Linked DNA regions of Mus musculus: region 2 is linked to region 1. Evidence: chromatin contacts called from public HiChIP or PLAC-seq data. All regions are on one chromosome and are shown on one strand. The core of a region is the stretch at or near the end of the contact, and the rest is flanking DNA. Distances in the headings are between cores, read along the strand shown.

Region 1 (3,546 bases), core at 698-3,197:
GCAATAAAAACTAAAAACTAAAAATGATATCGGGGCCTCTTGACAGCCTTGTCCTTGCCAGAAGTGTTAATGAGGGTGCTAATCCCTGATTTTTAGTTAGGGTTACCTTTTGAGGGGGATGGATATTAGTGTGTAGTAATAAACGTGTATTAAGATAAAATTCCTTCTGGTCAAGAGAATAGAACCTGATGAGCTAGTTGGGCCAAGTCAATCACTCAGTGAAAGAACCACTCTAGGGAGTTTACTGTAATTCATGCTAATGAGGCAGAACAATTAGCCTTACAATGAGACATTGTCTTTTCATTTTCAGAATGTCAGTCTACAGGGTCACCAATCTGCCTGCTTTTCTAAATTATACAGAAAAGTGTGATTTCTTCTCTCTTTTCTAATCTAAGCATGCTTCCATAATGCTTGGGCTTCCCCAGCATTTTGGGTCTTCTTACTCTTTCTCTAAAGTTCCCTCTCCCACCATGAAGCCACTTATCCGTGCTAGACTAAATGGGATGACTTTGCTCATTACCTTCTCCATTTTCCTCCTTCAGCAGCTTAAAGTTACAGCCTACCTGTCCTGGGTGTTTGCCTTTTCGAGTGTAATAGCATTTGTCCTAATAACATTTTTTTAAATAAATAAATTTAAGCAGGGACTGGTAAATAGGCTCATGCTCTTATTTCCAGAGTTTGGGAGGCAGGCAGATCTCTAAATTCAATGCTACCCTGGTCTACAGAGAAAGTCCCTGAACAGCTAGGGCCACACAGAGGAAACCTGAAACAAACAAACAAGTAACTAAATAAATGTTTAAAACAAGAGAGAGAGAGAGAGAGAGAGAGAGGAAGGAAGAAGGAAGGAAGGAAGGAAGGAAGGAAGGAAGGAAGGAAGGAAGAAAGAGAGAGGTGGGGTAGAACTGTTCCCAGACAGAATCTTTGTTACGACTGCTTGGAACCTTCACCTGAACTCATATTCTCTCTCTCTCTCTCACACACACACCTTTTAAACATATTTACATCTCTATTTACATCTATTAACATAACAGAATTTTTAAAGATTTAAAAAATTTTTAATTAAAAAAAAATTTTTTTCCTGTCTCTAGCTGCATAGTCGGCCATCAGTGGAAAGAGAGGCCCTTTGGTCGTGCAAACTTTATATGCCTCAGTACAGGGGAATGACAGGGCCAAGAAGTGGGAGTGGGTGGGAAAGCGTGTGGGGGACTTTTGGGATAGGATAGCATTGGAAATGTAAATGAAATAAATACCCAATTAAAAAAATAAAAATATATATTTTTTTTAAGTTAAAGAATAAAATAAAGTTTTAAACGAAAATTAAATTGCAGGAACTACAAAAGAAAGGCAGACTGCCACATGCAGCGCCTCATTTGGATGTGTCTGGAGTCTTGGAAGCTTGACTACCCTACGTTCTCCTACAATGGACCTTGAGAGCTTGTTTGGAGGTTCTAGCAGGGGAGCGCAGCTACTCGTATACCCTTGACCGAAGACCGGTCCTCCTCTATTCGGGGAAGGTCGTCCTCTTCGACCGAGCGCGCAGCTTCGGGAGGGACGCACATGGAGCGGTGAGGGAGGAAGGGGACACCCGCCTAGCCAGCCAGATCAGCCGAATCAACCCTGGCGATCAATGGGGTGACAGATGTCGCAGCCAGATCGCCCTCACATCCGAGAGTAAGCAGGCTCTTGGTAGGTATATAAGGCCATAGAATTTTGTAACTTTACACATGTGGTGACCTTATGTAGCCGACTGTACTTGATATTATAACAAATCCTGAATCCGTTTTAGGGTTAAATAATCCTTTTTATACTCGCTTCGTTCTAAGTTTAAATTAAAATACTTAAATTTAGGATGTTTTTACTGTTAACCAAAATGCTTTGGGGCTATGCAAAATACAACAGTTTGGATTGGTTAAACCTTCCGAAGCCCCGCCCCCGACGGCCATGTCTATTCTACGGCCCGGCTCTGCTCCTGGCCCAGGCGCCCGTGTCCGGTGCGGTCCCATACGAGATGGGTTCTCTGCCTTCGGTGCGTGTCGGCGCCTCTGCCAAGGCGGAGCGGACGGCGAAAGGTAGACCCAGCGCATCTCCAGCTTCACGAGACTCACGCGGCCTTCCGTGGGCCGTAATCGTCTGTCTCCCTCTGTGGCCGAAGTGACACACCGAAGCGAGTAAAAAGCTAATTCCTAGAACAGTGTGATGCACCCGGCCCTCCGTTGGCTTCCCGTGCCCTTTGTAGCTAAATTTGGAAAATCCTGAGTTTCTCAAAGTCCAAGAACTTTATAATGTGCACTGCTAGGCTAATACCTTTACAACGAATGCCCCCCAGCTTCCCTGAATCGGAATGTGAAAGTGACACACTGAAAACCAAGGCTAAGGGTTCTGTCCTTTCTTTCACGTGTTAAAATGGTGGCATCTTTTTAATGCGCGAGGGAAAACGCAACAACAATAATAAAACACTCCTCCCAAATCCTGAACATTCAGTTATGTCCAGAAAATTGGGATGAAGATAGGACTTTGCTTTACCGCTCTGTACTGCGTTCGGGTTTTTTGTTTGTTCGGTTTGTTGTTTGGTTTTTGGTTTAGTTTGGTTCGTTTGTTTTCCAGAAAGGCCGAAAGCCATCGTGACGTCGAGGCACAAGCTCCACTGTCCTAACAGTAGAGGTCGCATGGAGTTCGTGAGACGGGCATTAGCTGCCGCTGGAGCTGTACCCAGCCCACCGTATTTTCACAAATTAGCCAGACAATACGCCTTCTCTTCGCATCACTACTGGTCCGGGTCAGCCATAAGATCCTTCCTGTTAGGGACTTTTCTTTGAACTAAGATGTAATTAACGGGATTCATTACCCCTTTTAAGTTACCCTTGGTTTCTACGAGGGATAACAGGTAATAAGGACAAAGGGAAGTAATGTAAATTTTGTCAGTTTTATTGATTATACACCCTCTAGGTGAATTTTCTGTACCTGCGTTGCACGGTTGGAAGCCTTGTTTCCTGGCCTGCGAGTGCAAGTTTTGCTTTTGTTCTATTCTTCAGCTTCCTGTGGAGATTTTCAGATACAAGCAAACAAAACATTGCATAACTCTGTGTGCAGCCCTTACCCGGATGTGTGCAGCTTTAGGGTGTGCTTGGTATGTCTCCTGCCTCCTCTTGGTTTGTGGGAGTCTTTCCTCCTAACATAGTTTCATATGGGAGTGCCACGATTTGGTATTTATTTCCAACGGGTAAAGGTTATCACACCCACCAAAAAATCTGCAAGGCTTTATCCTCAAAGCAGTCTGTCTCATGCGGAGTTTTTACTAATGTGTCTCGGTGCTGCTCTAAACAAGGTCTGTAGACTTTACACTATGAATAACTTGAGATTTATAAAAATGTTGTAAAGTTGAACCTCAGAGCCCTCAGTCCTCCCGGGTGCTAACGCCTTACATAACCATGATAAACTGAGAAGAAAAGTGTTACTGGTGTGCAAGTAAATGGGCAGCAGACTTAATTATGATTTCAGTGTTTCTACTAAAGTCCTCTTACCAATCCAGTATCCCACAGTGTATCT
Region 2 (3,546 bases), core at 414-2,913, 41 kb after region 1:
AGGCAGGTAGGCATGGCACTAGAGCAGAAGCTGAGAGCTCACATCTTGAGACACAACCACAAGGCAGAGAAAGTGATACTAGGAATGGCACAAGTCTTTTGAAACTTCAAATCCCCCCCCCCCCCATGACACACCACCTGCAACAAGGCTACGCTTCTTGATCCTTCCCAAATAGTTCCACTAACTAGAAACCATGCAGTCAAACATATACGCCTACGAGGACTATTCTTATTCAAATCACCACAGTGGTCAACTTATCCAGAGGTTACACTCTTGGAGACAATTGGTTCTCTCTCAGTAGCCATCCATAGCCAATAGTCACTCAGCTGGGTATGTGACTTTGTGCCTACTTTCCCTCTCTCTGCTGGGATTTTGTCTGCCTTGAGTTTGCACAGGTTTTGTGTATGTTGCCAGAACCATTGTGAGTTCATATATACAGCTTCCCTGCTGTGCTCAGGAAACACTATTTCTTTATGATTGACCACTGCCTCTGGCTATTACAGTCTTTCTGCCCCACTTCTGCAATGATCCCTGAACTTTGGGGAGACCTTCCATTTGGGGCTGAGCGTTCTGTGGTCTCTTGTTCTTTGCATCTTGACTAGTTGGAAGCCCCTGTGTTATTTACCACCTACAGCAAATAGAATCTCCTCTGATGAGAATTGAGAGTCATACCCATACTTATATTTGTGTGTAAGTACCAGGAATCAGTTTAATACTATGTCCATTTAGCAGCAGCAGAGTCGTAGGTTTCCCCCTTAGGGCCTGTGACCTGTCTACCCACCAGTTCTTGACACAGTAAAGGTACCAGGGATAGGCTTCACCTTGTGGAATGGGAATTAAATCCAAGAAAGTGGTTGATCATTCTCATGTTCTTCTTGCCACTATGGTGTGAGTGGGCCTGTCTTGCCAAGCCATTGTTGAGGTTTGGAGACTGGCTGGAGGATTAAAGAACATATGGACCACATTTACTGTATATCCAACAAAAAGAGTGTGGTGCTATACAGGAAGCTTATGATCTTCTAAAAATGGTTTCATATCTGATTGCCAAATACATCTGAGAACAGTCTGTTAAAAAAAAAAGAGTTTCAGGCAAATAGCTAATAAAAATAACAGAAAAATTATTATTAATTGTACATTTTCCTAGGTGAAAATGTTACTTGCAATACTAGCCTAAAATTATAAGCACATTCTTTTGTGTGGGGGTTCATATTGTCAACCTGACAGGGCATGCCTCTGTCCATGTCCATGTGGAATTGTGCTAGTCAATTAGTTTAGCTGGGTAACTATGGAACAGGTATTTTAAGAACAGCACACAGAGCGAGTAGGGCTCCAGAGTAGGGTAGAGTAGCCCTGACTTTAAGCCAGGAGAAGGAATCCAATACTCAAGAAGTTGAATATGGTCAAGTTTCCGTTTTGCTCTGAACTCTAATGCCCTTCTCTGCTAATGCGATTCTATTAGCTATGCCTAGGTTGTTTGTAGAAGGGAGAGTCACTGTTAGATATCACAGTGAATGATAAAAATAGGTGTGGGCCACAGCAAATAATCTAATCTCTTGGCCTCATTTGTGTTGTCCCAGCAAAACTTATGTCCACCTTTGTCCCTGTCTTGGCTGGGCCTCTGGAAGCCCCATATTTGCAACTGGGAAAAGTTACTTAATAGAAAGACAATTTTGATAACGTGTATGTACAATCAAAGTTCAGATCCTACTGTAGCACGACCTTCAGTCAATGACTAAGGAATTTCAGAGTTGTGTAATCTCTGTGCTCTGTATTCCTAATTACTCATAGATCATCCATTAATGTTAACTTTACTCTCCCTTTCCGTCTACTGAATTATAATGAAATTAATTCCCTGGTAATGTACACAGACTCTGAAGATGGCTAGAGTATTCTTCTAAGAGACTTTTTACCATCTAACTTTGAAAATGCCAAATTAAATGTTTTGTTGTATATATTTATCGTCAGTAGGGAAGCATATGCATATTTAAGATCAGAAGGGAAAGTTCTTGCCATGCAAGTCCAATGACCTGGGTTTGAGCCCCAGAACCCAGGTAAAGATGGAGAGAAAAAGCCCATAAAATTGTCTTCTGACCACTACATGAACACCACAGCACATGCATGTGTGCACACTCACACACACCAATACATAAGGTAAATAATTTAAAATGTGGATATTTAAAATATTTTCAGAGTGATAGAGCAGTACACCTAACATCCACCTCTGGCCTCTGCAGGAATACACACAGGTATGTGCACCCACACATTTACATATCCTAACACACATAAAAACACATATGTGAGCACACATGCACGCGCGCGCGCGCACACACACACACACACACACTCACACACACACAAAGGCTACATAAAAGAAAACCATAAACTTATCTACAAAAGCAAGTCTATCAGAGCTCTCAAAAGGAGTGCTAACATTCAGGAAAGCAACTGATACATTTCAAGCCCTGAAAAGTATATACCTGTCTATCACAAATATTTATATACAGAAAAGACATCCTTTAAATTTGACAGAGGAAAAAACTGACATTTTCAGAAGAGAACAAACGAAGGTGGTTCACGATTGCCACAGCAACACTTCAGTAAACAGTACATTCCCCTTTCCTCCCCGTCCACAACCCACAGTTCTTTCTTGTTCGAAACCTCTTTTTCTTTCTTTCTCATCTCCAATCCTTCCTATTATTCATTTCTTAACTACAACATTCTATAGTGTAATAATCGCTAAAGTGTCTGGAGCCCAACACTCTCACAACGTTCCCTCCGCAGTCACTTCACACACTTTTTTTCTGAGTAGATCTAACACTGATCCATGGCTTTACACAGAATGCTTTCCCTCCACACCTAATCTTAGTAACTAAGATCCTATGCACCACACTACCCTGGTGTTTATATTCCAACAGCTATTGAAGTTAAAGGGACCGCCGCTTCTCAGTGGGTAAAACAACATTGGCCTGGTGTACACAGCAGTGGCAGTTACCTGAACTGTTGCTGCTCTACCCTGGGCGTAATACAGGTATGATACCAGCTGCTGGGGACACAGAGACTGAAGATCTAAATTCTGAACTCTGCACCTTATGTCTGCCACAATTAGCCCTACTTAGACATTTGAAAAGCATCAATTCATATGATAAATAGATAAAAAAGAATGTATATGATTTTTAAAAGACAAAACCATGAGAAATTTAAGCAACAACATAACCCTAGATGAGTAAATCCCAATATCGTAAGAAACAGGAACAACCAGAGAAGCACAACACCCCCCAAAATAATGAGTCCACATTAATTCCTCCAAAGAGCAAATTAGCCAAAATCCAGGACAAAGGATTTAAAGAATGATTATAAGCTGCCATGCTCAGAGCATACTAAGTTTTGTTTGTTTGTTTGCTTGCTTGCTTGCTTTTGTGCTTATAGTGGGAGTAAAGAACTCTTTCCCTGCTTCATGCTTTTGTTGGCTGCCTACGATGTTTCTACATGCAGGGAAAGGCCGTTGCCACAAAGCCAGATGACCTGGGTTCAACCCCTGCATCCCAC

Evidence for each region. HiChIP or PLAC-seq counts read pairs in DNA pulled down with a chosen protein or histone mark.
Region 2: an HNF4G HiChIP or PLAC-seq map of pancreatic cancer cells shows a contact between it and region 1. The contact joins the enhancer-like site here to the promoter of C920006O11Rik in region 1. A contact is called at or near these places in 6 of 115 datasets of contacts at active chromatin or transcription factors (the SCID.adh cell line, acute myeloid leukemia, embryonic stem cells and 3 more) and 1 of 9 other capture datasets (liver).

Annotation. Positions count from the first base shown.
Region 1 is chr9:78,173,967-78,177,512 of GRCm38.p6, forward strand. It overlaps C920006O11Rik (RIKEN cDNA C920006O11 gene), which reads left to right and starts at 1,948. Exons shown (of 4, transcript NR_040401.1): 1 at 1,948-2,069; 2 at 2,605-2,776; 3 at 3,033-3,127. Rn7sk (RNA, 7SK, nuclear) reads right to left here and starts at 1,667; the gene lies at 1,336-1,667.
Region 2 is chr9:78,215,643-78,219,188 of GRCm38.p6, forward strand. No RefSeq gene overlaps it. Among named protein-coding and RNA genes, the nearest start is that of Gsta1, 13 kb to the right of the region's middle. Within about 2 kb of position 1,664, at least 10 of the 459 cell types and tissues checked have an H3K27ac peak or open chromatin away from gene starts, as enhancers often do. A contact at or near this core is called in pancreatic cancer cells, where this site is marked.